Regions from separate parts of the Mus musculus genome. Here region 2 is linked to region 1. The links are chromatin contacts, called in public ChIA-PET maps. All regions are on one chromosome and are shown on one strand. The core of a region is the stretch at or near the end of the contact, and the rest is flanking DNA. Distances in the headings are between cores, read along the strand shown.

What was found. ChIA-PET counts read pairs in DNA pulled down with a chosen protein or histone mark.
Region 2: an RNA polymerase II ChIA-PET map of memory CD8 T cells shows a contact between it and region 1, with 7 read pairs. The contact joins the promoter of Acsl6 here to the promoter of Csf2 in region 1. A contact is called at or near these places in 1 of 39 promoter capture datasets (maxillary cranial neural crest), 1 of 115 datasets of contacts at active chromatin or transcription factors (memory CD8 T cells) and 2 of 9 other capture datasets (adipose tissue and pancreatic islet).

What each region holds. Positions count from the first base shown.
Region 1 is chr11:54,246,000-54,253,213 of GRCm38.p6, forward strand. Csf2 (colony stimulating factor 2 (granulocyte-macrophage)) reads right to left here and starts at 3,900. Exons shown (of 4, transcript NM_009969.4): 1 at 3,462-3,900; 2 at 3,323-3,364; 3 at 2,439-2,564; 4 at 1,271-1,696. The coding sequence starts at 3,611. The coding sequence ends at 1,589. All of the region lies in intron 4 of Gm12223 (a long non-coding RNA gene), which reads left to right.
Region 2 is chr11:54,301,222-54,308,435 of GRCm38.p6, forward strand. Acsl6 (acyl-CoA synthetase long-chain family member 6) reads left to right here and starts at 2,603. Exons shown (of 21, transcript NM_001033598.1): 1 at 2,603-2,701. It overlaps Gm51861 (a long non-coding RNA gene), which reads right to left and starts at 2,480. Exons shown (of 3, transcript XR_003949553.1): 1 at 2,139-2,480; 2 at 606-716; 3 at 246-490.

The sequences.
Region 1 (7,214 bases), core at 2,650-5,149:
GAATTTAGCTCAGTGGTCGAGTGCTTGCCTAGCAAGCGCAAGACTCTGGGTTCGGTCCTCAGCTCTGAAAAAAAAAAAGTGTAAGGAAGTATCAATGCTGCTTATCAGTTATCGATGGCTTTGGAAGAAGACAGAGGGGACCTTATCGCTGGGTAAGATGTGCTTTTTTTTGCATCTTAATATCATGCCACACCCCATGGATTCTCCTCGTTGCTAAAATTCAGCTTGCTCTAAGAATTTTTATTTGCAGATGGCATTGAGGTCTTTTTGCCTATGGCAAGTGTCTGTTTGGGACTGAGCCATCATGTGCAGCTGGCACACAGGGAGCAGTGAGCAATCACTGCATCCTAGCACCTGTGAGGGCCTTAAACTGCAGATAGACAGCTTCCCCAGGCTACCTGCAAGAAGGCTGGGTCCACTGCCCACCCCCAAGATTTGGGAACACACTCACCCTCCCTGATGATCCTTAGGAAGAACTCGGAGTAATAAATGGGGGAAGCCTGGTTGTCAAACAAAGACAGAAGATAGCTACATTTCTCAGCCCCAAGGCCATGGATTTTAGTGGAAAATACCCATGAGAGTCAAAGTTTAATGGAAAAATAAAAACCAGTTAAGGAAAGTGCCACCTGGGCTGGAGAGATGGCTCAGTCGTTAAAGGTTAGGCTCACAACCAAAAATATAAGAAAAGTGCCACCTTTGAGCTATGCCCCAACATACACCATACTGCCATTCTGACTGATAAAGATTAAGATCACCCACTGGGGGGAAAGTTGGGTAAATATGCTGAGATCTGACCCCTGTGGTTTAGTTTCTTTTTCTCCGAACAGTTAGTCTACTTGCTGATTTACTTTAAGAGTTGTTGAGGCCCCAAGTGTGAGGGCAGAATAGTGACACAGGGTCTGTGATCTCAAACGGGAACAGTATTTTGCTGAATGCTAGGATTCTCTTGTTTAGACGCTTGTCCACCAACTCCAGAAGTCCCTTAGTTCCTAGAAAGGATGACACCCCTTCTCTGAGCCATGTCTGTGAACCGGTTACTTCAACTTCCTGGTGAACCTTTCTCTGGGACAGATGCTCTTGAGCACCCCAGAAGTTCCACCAAGGCTTGTGAGATCCCCCACCCAGGCTGATGTTGGACCCAGGCCTTGATTTCACCTCCCTTTGGCCATGACAGCATTGACTCTCATCAATACCATATCCCAATAGCTCCCCCACTCCACCTATGCCCAAATTTCTCCCCTTTCAAAATAAACCAGATAACTATACAAACAAAAGTTTTAATAATTTATTATTCTGGTAAGACATTCTCAATAAATAGAGTTGCAAAAATAAATAAATAAATAAATAAATATTTAAAAAATATAAATATATAAATAAATATAATGGTCCCTATCAGTAGAAAATATCTCTCGTTTGTCTTCCGCTGTCCAAGCTGAGTCAGCGTTTTCAGAGGGCTATACTGCCTTCCAACTGTGGCTGTGCCACATCTCTTGGTCCCTTTAAGGCAGAAATTCCAAGTTCCTGGCTCATTACGCAGGCACAAAAGCAGCAGTCTGAGAAGCTGGATTCAGAGCTGGCCTGGGCTTCCTCATTTTTGGCCTGGTTTTTTGCATTCAAAGGGGATATCAGTCAGAAAGGTTTTAAGGCTGTCTATGAAATCCGCATAGGTGGTAACTTGTGTTTCACAGTCCGTTTCCTGGAGGGAATGGAAAAAAATAAACAGCACTTGAGTCCAGGTAAGTGGGCCACGTGGGGAAAGAACTGTGTATTTCTCTCTCGCTGCTGAGAACTCAGAGGCCAGAAGCCCATTTGTAAGGATCAGGTGACACTATAGCTGCCCGTGTGCTGCCTAAGGCATGCACAGCTCTGCCAATGGCACCCAGGGACTGTGCCCTTACAGAAGGACTGTCTCAGGTCTGCCTCTTTGGTTCCCACCGAGAAGCAAGCAACCAGCCTGAGGCATCTCCTCACCTCTAAAAAGACACAAGGCTCACTGTCTTTGATGAGGAAAGGAAATAGGAATGTTTGGGGTGTCTGCCCATTCTAGGAGCCTCCTCCTTGTATCCATGGAATACAGGCATCCTTACAGGAAAGTCCTGCCAGGAAGTGGCATCTGGGTGCTGGCTCTTGGCTCTCCTGGGCTTGGGCAGGCCCTGAGCTTCCTTGGGTTTGCCTCACCTCTGACCTCATGACTGACAATGGCATGTGTGACATGGGCAGATGGTTCCTCCTAGGAAGAGCAGTGGGCTCTCTGCTGTTTCTCAGCTTAGGGTCTAGGGATGAATAGGAGCTATGGCCTGTTCTTGGGGGGCTCCTAGGAAACATCTAACAATACAGAAACCACTTACTGGGGCCCTGAACAGCTACAGCCAGAAGTCTCTCCTTACTGGCCGCACCCTCCCAGACTAAGACCTGGGGCCCTGATGCTGTGTACTCACCGGAGTTGGGGGGCAGTATGTCTGGTAGTAGCTGGCTGTCATGTTCAAGGCGCCCTTGAGTTTGGTGAAATTGCCCCGTAGACCCTGCTCGAATATCTTCAGGCGGGTCTGCACACATGTTAGCTTCTGTGGGAAGCATCCATTTGTTGATAAGCAAAAGCCAAGTGTCCATAGAATACAAGCTAACTTCTCCCTACTCCCTTCTGCTCCCACCAAGTGGTACAGGTTGGGGCTAGTCATAACACTGTCCTGAGCACTGCCCTTCTTCTTGCCTGGTCCAGGCCACCTCAGCTACCACAGCCATGTTTATAGTCTGGTACCATAGAGGTTCCCAGTTCCAAGTGCTGTCCCCCCCCCAAAAAAAAAATTTGTAAGCAAAGGCTACTTGCTGCCATTCTAGAAGAAGGAGATGGCCAGAGCCCAAACTTCTGTGTGGGGAAGCACTATTTCAAAAGCCCCTCTGTGCCCTGTATAATCAATACCCTCTGTGCCCCTGTATAATCAATACCTTCTCTCCATGGTCACGGGGCACAGAGAGAACTTGAAGGCAACAAGGCCAACTCATAAAGTGACTCTCATGCTCCCATCAATCCCTGAAGACCTCTGACCTTTGAAAGCTAGCTCTGCCCAAACTTATTGCTCACTTGATAAAAAGAGTGCACATGACTGCCACAGGGGCATGGCTCTGGACGATAAAAGAGTGCACGTGACTGCTACAGAGGAATGGATATAGAGATCTTGACTACCCAGATTCTGCCCCCTCCCGCTGGCAGCCACTGGCAGGGAAGAGTGTAGAAAGCCTTGCAAGAGGCTATTTAAAGCAGCCCTGCAGGGCAACCCGGGAAGCTACACCAAAAGAGAAGAGCAAAAGAGAAGCAGCTTACCTTGAAGGAGAACTCGTTAGAGACGACTTCTACCTCTTCATTCTGTAAAAAGGAAGTGCCGTGTTACCAAGCTGAAAGGCAGGGCAAGACAAGGGCCAATGGGTGGCCTGGGAACAACCCAACTCTCTCCCTCACTCACCAACGTGACAGGCATGTCATCCAGGAGGTTCAGGGCTTCTTTGATGGCCTCTACATGCTTCCAAGGCCGGGTGACAGTGATGGGTGAGCGGGTGGGTGCTGAGAGGCTGTAGACCACAATGCCCAGGAAAAGTAAATTCTGCAGCCACATCCTCCTCAGGACCTTAGCCTTTCTCTCTGAGTACTGGGCTCACTGCAAAAGAGCTCTTATATACACAGTTAGAGGAAATGATTAATGGTGACCACAGAACTCCAGGGGGGCGGGGGAACTACCTGAGTTGTGGAATCTCCTGGCCCTTATCAGCTATACATGGGGCCAGTGAGCCTTCCCCCAGGTTGTCAGGCTTGGGGGGTTTTCATTAATAAGCCCTTCCAAGAACTGGCAGCCCACCTGCGGGCTGCTTTAAAGGCCTTTCCCACCCTGCCTGGGCAGTCTGACCCAGCCTCTGGCTAGCCTCTCCTTTTTGAGGGGCCTCCAGGCATATTTGGATTTCCTGGCCTGGAGTGGCTGGGGCGGGGTTTGGGAGATACTGAGTGGGGCTCTTGCTTCCATAGCACCTGCTGTTCCTGGAGGCCTTTGGGCAAGCTCTACCTACTCTGGTGGCTCATTCCAGCCCCAGTCCTGGCCCGTTCTCTTTCCAGCCACCTTCTGAGATATACACTTCTCACAAGTCCACCTCATTATCTAATTAAATAAGGTCCAGCCCAATGACACAATTCTATAATGGTCTCCACAGACTCCCACTGAGGAGACCATTCTGGGCAAACTCTGCCCAGCCAAGCCCCACCCCTGCCACCTTGGGAGCAGTGAGAATGACAGCAATGGGTATAGAAGCCAGGCAGACTATACCATGTTCTCTTATGATACCATCCCAACTGACTGCTACAATCCCAGTTACAAAGGCATGTTCAATCCTAAAAATTCACAGCATGGCTAGAGCTTCTGGCTGGGGCAGGTAAGGCTACTCCCATTTGACTGCTGATTCTGCCCTCCCCCTTTGCCAAGCGACTCTTCCTTTGAGTTATGTGAGCCTCTTTACCCTCTTCAGAGCAGCCTGCCATTCAAAAAGGACACATTACTGCTATCTGTACCATTATGGGATACCTGGGTCTCTGAGGCTGGCTGTAACATAGTAACTAGCTGTAACACAATAACCAGGCACGCACACACGCACACGCGCGCGCACACACACACACACACACACACACACACGTGCGCCCCAACCCCCGCTTCCCTGGCAAGTTCTCCCAGGCTTAGTCTGTTGCACAGCCCCTTGCTCCAGCCCACCTCCCTCTCCAGAAGCTCTCTGTGGAATCAGGAACTGCTTCTGGAAAGGCAGCATGGTCTCAAGGGGCTAACAAGTGTTTGATTTTCACAATGGCTTTTGGAGAAGACGGCACGAGTTTGTGTTTGCCCAAGGGATCTGGCCCAAGCCTTCCTATACAGGAAGTTTGAGACCATGGGGATACATATGTGTATCTCTTCAGTCATGTGTGTATGCTGGTGGTGTTGGATATATATGTACTCATAGGAACATGTCAAGGTGGAGGAGGTTTTACATAAGGGTGCATCTAACATGAGCCACACTTGTTTTGCCTGCTTTGTGAGAACCCTTGGGCTTCTGGCGGTGCCCTCTTGATATGAGAGGGGGCCCCTAGCCAAGAAACATGCTTTAGGGCCCAAGAAGCTGATTCAGTGGACTGATGAAACCAGACAGAAGTGAGGGCTTTCGAGGGTCAGATAACAGGTGGAACTCAGGACAAGACCACAGGAATCATGTAGAAAGAGAGACTGGGGGGCCAGAATGGCCATGTTGAAGAACTAAAGGCATTCGTCTTAGCCCAAGCGTGTGGCAGGGTGGTGGCTAAGAGGAAAGCAGAGGCCCCAGAGTCAAGACTCACGTCAAGGATATGGTCTACAGGTGCCAAAGTTGTCACTTATGGGGCAGGATTCTAAGGGCTTGGGGATGCAGTTTGTGGGTAGATATGTATCTTTCTCCTAGAAAGATGACATCAGGGTGGAGGCGGTGACACGGGCAGGCATTCCTAGATTGCACGCATGGAAAGAAGCGGCAATAGCATCAGACAGCCTTGCTGACTCAAGGGCCTCAGTGGGGCTGTGGCAGGGCGGAGGTGGGGACCAGATGGGTGGAGTGACCCCTCTTTGGCCTCCCAGCCCACAAGGCCAGGAGAGAACCCTCTGGAAGGAGTTTCCGGGGAGTGTCCCTTGACATGGGCCCTGGGGGAACCAGAAGCGTGTGGCTGCCCCAGGATCTTTATCACAAGAGGAAGTCAACACCAGGAGGGAAGGAAATGGGCCCCAAAGTCCCTCTCATCCCACGGGACAGACACATGAGCATTTAAGATGGTCTGACCCATCCTGATGATCAACATTCTTCAGGGAGGCCTTCGTCCTTAATGGAGTCTGAGATCTAAGAGACCACTTGCAGCTCAGTCCATACATGGATGCTTTCTCCTGCTCTAGGGGAATGGGCCACACAGCAAATTCTGGCCACCTGCCTAGTCCAGAAAATGGTGGACCTAACACACTTGTCCATCAGGGCAGCTCTATTGGTGGGAAGGCAGGAGTGGCCTGTGACTGTCCCAAGGACATCTTGGAGCTGTAGGAGAATTTTCCTAGCATATTCTGCCCTCTATCTAGATATCACTATACCCCAGGCTTGGGCTCTTTTCTCCCTACTCAGCCACCATGAATTCTGGAATATCCCAGGAAAGTACCCCTCCAAAGGCTCCATTGCATCATCCACTTGATGGATGCTGTATCTGTTGTTGGAAAGTTTATAGAAAGATTTTTCCCAGAGGGAGGCAGCATTCTGATACCTTCCCCATCCTGGGGAAGTCCTAACCTGGCAGAAGAGCCAGAATTTCTGGAATGTCCAAGGACTGTTGTCCCTTGTCCTGTCCCAGCCTCTGGGAGCATCTCTCTGGACAGATGTAGTGAAGTAGAGAGATGGTTTCCACCCAGAGACAAAGCTTGTGGAGTCTTGTCCCACTTTGAGAGCCACAGTACAGCTCAACACCCTGGGTGGCTTGTATGTCCTTGAGAAGGTGGTCCTACTCCCTCCCTGCTACTCTAGGCACATAGAGCCACAACTCTAGCCTTCTCTGTCTCCACTCCTGAGTGACCCCCTCCACATTCTCTGTCTTTGACCCACCCCAATCTATTTTAAAAGGCCAACTTTCCTTCTAGTTCTGTCTCAGCTGCCTGGGTATCCTCAGGTCCCTGGCACTGGTGAGCTCTGATGAATCGGGGAGGACCTGAGGGTAGCATCCATTCAGCTAAGCCTCCAGGAGGCTATATAATATGGTCCTAGCTCTCAGAGAATTCATGCCTGTAGCCCCACGGAGTAGAGGACAGGGACAACCAGACCTAGATTTATAGGCACATGGTTGAGAGGGCCAATGAAGATATGCATAAAAAAACAAACAACCATGGGAAGTGGGTATGGGGCAGACAGAATGACAGTGTCTGTCTCTGTCCCAGGGAAGCCAGCTAGGTTAGTAATTATTTGCTTCAGTGAGGAAACTATAGGCAAGCAGTAAGGTTTGGGGTGTCAGCCAGACTAGACTGGATAAGGGAAAGAAAAAGCCAGTATTGTCTGAGAATGCTTGGCTAATTACTGCAATATGGATCCAGCACTTGAGACCCTGAGAGGTCACTGGGGTGTTCCAGTACCGTACAAGCTGCGTGAACTGGATTATGCTGGAATGCCAGCTTTTGAGAATAGATCAA
Region 2 (7,214 bases), core at 1,353-3,852, 54 kb after region 1:
TCCTTTCGTCACAGCTCCAAATTTTGTCTCTGTAACTCCTTCAATGGGTGTTTTGTTCCCATTTCTAAGAAGGGGCAAAGTGTCCACACTTTGGTCTTCGTTCTTCTTGAATTTCATGTGTTTAGCAAATTGTATTTTATATCTTGGGTATCCTAAGTTTCTGGGCTAATATCCACTTATCAGTGAGTACATATTGTGCGAGTTCCTTTGTGTTTGGGTTACCTCACTCAGGATGATGCCCTCTAGGTCCATCCATTTGCCTAGGAATTTCATAAATTATTTTTTTAATAGCTGAGTAGTATTCCATTGTGTAAATCAACAGACATCTTCTATCTAAATATTTACCCTAAGGTTAAAGGTCCAATATGAATGATTCATCCCTGAGGTGATCCTCCCAGGGTTAGGTTAGAGCCATCCTTCTGTTTCTAGACTTACCATACTGGCCTGCTGTTATTGCTGCTTCTGACTTGCCTGCCCAACACTCCAGCTCCTACCAGAAGAGGGCACAGAATACACAGTAGCTTAAAGAGTGAATGAGTACATGAATGAGTGGGAACTAGGAGGTCACAGCTACCTGATGGCTTGATGTAAAAGCCTCATCCCACCTTGCCTGCACATCTCTGGATGCTGGCTTCTCTCGCTCTGTGTTCTAAGGTTGCTGGACCCATGCAGTCTAGAGATCTCAGAGTTACAGCTGCCTGATTCATGATGGAGATCTACAAGGAGGAAGAAGCCCTTGGTAACTCAGTACCGAAAACAACAGCCCTGTGACTCAGTGGAAGGGACACACCTAGAGTGAAAAGCGACCTGGCCGTGATCCCACAGCCAGCCCAGCGTCTTCCTGTCGATGTCCCTCAAGAGAAGCCAAGTACTGCTCAGAGAAAAGCGGAACCCCACTCGGCTAAGTTATCACCAGCTCGGCACCAGCACAGAGCTTTAAACTGTGATGCTCGCAAGAAACAGAGACATCTATAGGAAGAGTAACTGGATGCAGCATCCTGCAGGAGGCCAGGCTAAATGTGTCCCATGACATCACTCTGGAGAAGAGGCTGCCAGAAGCCACCCAGGAGCCTAGATGCTCCTGCAACTTGGTGTTGCAGAGGACTGGCCCCAGAGCCTGCTGCTTGCCTCCTAGGACCCCTGCTCTGTTAACAGGTATTCACTGTGTACAGATAGAACAGTGTACAGATGATAGAAAGACCAGAGCATCCGAGAAGGGGATGGATCTTTTCATCCTAACTATAATGTGAAATGGATATTGACAGAATGCAGAAGGAAGGCACAAGAAGGAAAAGGCCCTACAGTGCATATGATCAGAAATTGCAATGGGATAAACCCTGCTTATGGCTTCATTATATTTAAAAAATGTGTGATGATATTCTGGCCAACTCCCTAGGCCAGTCTGACTTGAAACCATCTATGCCCTCTCCCAAGCCTAGAAGTGTCCCCTGACGGGGTCTCCACCTGAGCAGGCAGGCCTTCAATTAGTTCGCTACTGCTGCTGGGAATGCAGGAGGGATTTCTGATTGCTGTGTCACCCACTGGGAACAATCCTGCCACATCACCTCCATGATCCTCTCATAGAGGTGTCTGCCAAGTTTAAGATTCCAGCAAAACCCTTGCCAGGAAGAGACTGGCTTCAAGCAAGAGCAGCCCTCCCAAGACCCGGTTCCTGTAATGGGAAAGAATGGTCTATTGTAGAGACTCACTGTAGATGTTTCTGCAGACTGTACATCTCTAAGGTTCACAGAGATAGGCCAAGAGACACATACCAAACTAAAGATGCAGGACCACCCCCTCCCCAACACATAGAGAGACACACAGATAAACACAGACACACAGATAAACACATACAGATACACACACAAAGAAATTGAAGCCTAGATATGAGTTCAAGTGCACAGAGAGCATCCAATCTCACCTATCCACCCCTTGCTTTCTGATCTCTAATGTCTGGTTTCTCTCCCTCTTACTCCTGGTATGGGTCCTTGTCTTAACCAGTGCCTGACCAAGGTCTGTGCTGCTTGAGCGCTGTCCTCGGTGCTGGAAGCCTAATGAGTCCTGAATGCTTGAAGAACGAGGGGACCTTGGTGAAATCCACTTGAAGATGTCCATCGAGGCCCCATCAGAATACCTACCTTTATTATTTTAGAAAATCACAGAGCCAGGCTTCCTCCTTTTGTTCCCAGACAAAGGGATTGCAACTCTTCAGCTCACTCTTCAGCTCAGCAATGAGACCACCAACAACCTAGTGACCGTATGACCATTTATCACAGCTAAGAGGAACTTGAGCTCTTATGTACCACACATATGCATCACTGCCTGTGTCCTTGGGAGACACCTGTGATTCCATGTGGCTGCCTGTGTCTTCATGAGACATGCCTGGGGACATGGCAGCTGGTGAGTCTTCCCGTGACCTTGTGTGGCCTCCAACCTGACCTTGAGCATTCTTATTAAGTGTGGGTATTATCCAATCTAGCCTCACCTTGATGCCCCCCCCCCCCCCCCCGCCCCATCACTCCCTTCCCTCTTGGGTTTGCAGATGTGGCTCCCAGCAACTACAAAATCAGGTCCTAGGGGGCGTCTGACTCAGCCAGGAACCGGCACTTCAGCATGTGCACTTTCTGGGACAGAAGCCCTGGACCCCCGCTGCCATTTGAGCCTGCCTAGCCATAAAACCTTGGAGGCCGGTCGTGTGGAGGTAGGGTCGTTCATGGGTGGAGGCACGGTGAGGTAGGAGCGGCAGTGAGCCCGTGAGCCCCTTCCTCCAGCCCGTTTCCCCCAGAACGTTGCGGGGCGGGCGGCCCAGCCCCTCCCCCAGTCGGGCTCGGCAGTTCGGATGCCGCTGTCTCTTTGCCCAGGAGTCCCGGCGCGCTGCGGGGCTGGGAGTCGGGTTCCGTGAGGAGCGCGCGCTGCGCCCTCCCCCTCCCGCCGGGTCTCCGCAGCGGCGCGGGGAGGCGGGGGCTAAAAATACCCGGCGGCGGCGGCAGCGGCGGTGGCTCTGGGGCTGCGGGGCTGCGGGCCTGGGAAGCAGTGCGGGCCGGGCTGGGCCGGCTCACCGACATGCTGACCTTCTTCTTGGTGTCGGGGGGTTCTCTCTGGCTGTTTGCCGGTAAGTCCCGGTCCGATCCTGACCACCATTTCCGGGAAGCTGTAGTATCTCGGCCCAGGGTGCGGGTGTGACATCTCCACCTTGCGGAGCCCTCTGCTGCGGCTGCTGAATTGTCCCTTCAAGGTCCCCGAGGCGCCCCCCAATTCTGGTGGGGGTCCATGGGCAGCGTTGGGGAAGCAGCTGGGTCAGCCCGGAGGAAGGGCCTTACTAGCTGAGACCCCCATAACCCCCCTTCCGTTCTCAAGCTCCTTTCTCCTTGTGGTGAGAACCGGTGATCAGATTAGGCCCCGTGCCAAGGGAAGGGCAGACTTTTTGTGTCTGTGTCCATCTCTAGAGACCAAAATCCAAGTTATGTTGCCCCCACCACCACCACCAAGGTCCCTTGGTGAATTGTACGGCAGAGCTGACCTGGGTTTCCTGATCCAGCCAGAAACCTTTCTCACTAGCGGTCCCTGCTGCCCTTTAGCCAGAGGACAAGACTGGTTACTTGCCCCTTAGCTCTGCCCAAGGCTGTACCCTGGCTTCCCCCCTGCCTCACCCCTTTCCCTCCCTCATCCTTGCACCCTCTTTCTTAGGAAGCTACAGGACTCCTGATAAATCTCTGCATAGTACTTTCCCCAGATTCCTACACCCATACCTGTACTCTCCCAACAGGCCCACCCCTTACCAATACTACTTCTCAGCACTGGCCTCTCCCCTCTCCAAGCCTCCGGCTAATACCTCTAAAGGGTTTCCAGCCCCACCTCGGCCCCAGCTCTGTGCAGAATCTCTAAACCTGATAATGTACGTGAAAATGCTTGGCCTAGCCCAGGCCAAATGCTCTCCCCATGCTAATATTTCTTATTTGGTATTCGGATAGCACCATCAGCGGTGGTGACAAAGTTGTTTCTGAGCTAAAGGAAAGGCAGAGGTTGATTCTTTTGTGAGAATCATGTGTTTTCATGTGTGAGTTTTTTTTTTTTTTTTTTTAATATTCACTGTGAAACCTAGGAGGTTGGTGGGACCTCTTCTATTGTTGAGATTTAAAAACTGACTTCCCCAGTGCCATATGGATAACACTGGGCAGATTGGAATTTGATCTCAAGTTTTAGCTGATCAACCCATGCCAAGTGCTTGGTTATATCGTGTCTGAACCTGAGGGGATGGTGGGCCAGGTAATTATTTTTCCCGCCCCCACAATTGTCCTGAGTTAGGCCACAGGGGCATAGTCTCCCTGAGCTGGGGAGACTAAGGCCTCTCTAATCCCTTCAGCTCCCTAAGCTCCTTCTGTATGCCAGTGTCTGGTGACAGGCTGTTCAGGGCCACTCTGGTCTTGCCAACAGGCAAGGATAGGCGAGAGTTGGGATCATGGATAATCAAAATATGATGATGATGATGGTGGTGGTGGTGGTGCTGGTGGTGCTGGTGCTGGTGGTAGTGGTGATGGTAACATACACTATTTATTGCCTACGTGACAAAATTGCCTATGAGCCTCTTCTCAGTACCTGGTCCTCTTTGTTCTACTCCAGGAAGAACCCCACCCAGCATGGGTTCAAAGCGTTGGTCTTTGGTTCAGAAGTTTTTGTGGTTCCAGGAAGGTGTCCGGAGGCTACAGGGCCACTTGTGATAGGGATCATCAGTAGCCTGTGAGAGAAGCCCCTGAGTGGGAGGGCTTCTTGTCTATAACTTGTATACAACCGTCACTGAGTCAGGGTGAGCTTCTGTCATGCTTCCTTGGATAAGAAAAGGGGGCACCTGCCTCACTGAGGGGTTAGACAAGGGCTCTGAGAGTCAAGCAGAGCTTTTCCTGTGCTCGGTGGCAGCTGCTTTCACAGAGGCCAAGCTGCTCTGATTGCTGGAAGGCAGAGTCTGACATGTGCTTTTCCTTAGATGCAATACCCCAGATACATGCATGGTGGGGGCTTTATAGGTCATGTGCCTGCCCTTCTTGGGGCTTTGCTAGATCTCAGGCTTTCTCTTGGGATGGAAGGGTGGAAGGGTCTGAGAAATGTGCATTCACACACACACACACAACACACACACACACCCCTAAGGATGAATTCTGCTTTGTAATCTACTTTATAGCCCAGTGTAGCTCCCAGGTTTCTGCCACTCTGTCAAACAGGAAGATGCTCCTGAGCCAATGCCTGTGTGCTTTTTGCTACTCAGTGCATCCCTAGGGAAACAAACCTTGGTCTGGCAAAAGTTGACCTCAAGGGCTTTCAGGGAAAGATGGGGGAAAAGCAGCCTGGAAGAGCCACGAGCTCTGGGCTGCACAGTACCGAGCCATTCCAGATCTAACCCGAATGTTGAGTTGTAAACAAGGAGACAAGGATATGAGTCCAGCATGAGTCATGTGCTCAGTCTGGTAATAAATATGCCCACCATTTCCCAAGCACTCAGAGGACAATGGGATCAGTGGGTTGGGATTCCTGCCCACCTCTGTGACACCTGTATGTGGACTGTAAAGAGGTACCACTCTTGATACATTACTAAAAGGTACCCCTTCCTTCAGGCTGATGTAGCTCTAAACTCTTGTATAAGATCCAACCTGCTTAACTTCAGACCATACCTACCAGTGATGCCTGTATGGATTTCTGCAGGACGTGGGGCATTTATCAGAGACAGGTAGCCAAATACCAAATAAAAGAAGTCAGAGCTGTCGAAGGTATGCAGAAAGGACTGTGATGGGGCTGAGTTTTCATGTCTTCTGCCTTGAGGACCTGGGTTGTTGGATGGGTCCTAGAGGAGAGGATTTTTTTTTATCATAGAGCACAGAAGGACCCTTTGTTTAGGTACAGTGGCCAGGCTAAATCAGGAACAATCAAGACTGGAGGCAAGGAGTGTTGTGTAGGACTGTTAAGTTACGAGAATATATGTAGCCCAGGTTGGCCCGAGTGGCAGCTGGGCTCCAGAAGGAGGCAGAGATGAACCTCCAGTTCTGACTCCTGCTCTGGGGACATGGACCACACCCTATCGGAGTGGGCCATGGCTACAAGAGGCTGATATGACAGATCTGGCCCAGCAGGCACAAACATGCTCAGTTCTGCCCTATCAGATCCCACCCCTAGCCCCAGACTCGACTAGGGCAATGAGTCCTGGAGCAGTCAAATGAAGCCCAAAACAGTGGCTAAAAATTGGGGCTGATGGTGAAGCTCCAGAAAAATCAGGTATTTGGGGCATGACTCCCAAAGGAAGAAAGTTTGAATTTGTACTCAAGCCTTTACCTTGATTTTTTTTAAGCTGCTTGGCAGCCTGCATGGGCATAAGGCTGCACTAGGAAGAGCAGGCTGGCACCAGGGGGCAGCAGAACCCAGCCATCCTGTTCCCCTGCTGATTCTCTGGGGTTTGTGATTCTAAGGTTGACCTTCTTGAAGCTGAACTTGGCTCAGCTACAGATGCGATAGAACTCAGGGCTGTTCTGTACACGGGGTAGTACGGAGAAGGTCTGTCTTGTTTGCAAAAAGAAACAAGTTTCATATAGTAGTAGGTATGTTGTTTATCTAACCAGCACCTGACACACAGTAGGTACTTAGACATTCATTGAATGAAAGGAGGGAACAGAGTATAAACATATCATCTGCCTGACCTTGCACACACTGTACGGCAATCAAAACGTTTCTATGGTTCTGCAAGCTTCCCTTCAATCTTCCCACAATGCTGTGTTGCTGTTGTCACCACCTACTGCATGAAGCTCTGAGGCCCAGAGGAATTTAAGCGGGAAGATGCCCGTAGAAGCAGAGGGTCAGAATGTCTTCCCAGACTTGCAGTCCAGGAGAGAGCCAGGTTTCTAACAAGCAGAAATGAAGTAGAAAAAAAAAAAAAGCATTCTAGGCCAGAGGGTCCTGATGGGGTGAGGTCAGCAACAGAAGTGTCTGAAGTTAAAGTTAAAGTTGAGTGCCTACAATCCCAGCCCTTGGGATGCAGACACAAGGAACTCAGGGATAGCTTTGACTGCATAGCAAGTTCCAAGTCAGCCTGGGGAATACAATATTGTCTCTCAAAAAAACAAACAGATTGGAGTGTGTGCTGACTGCTCTACCCAGCATAGCTGAGAAGGATCTCCAAGGCAGTGGCCTCACTGTGCAGGGACAAATTCTGGTTAGTCCCTGATATTGTCAGG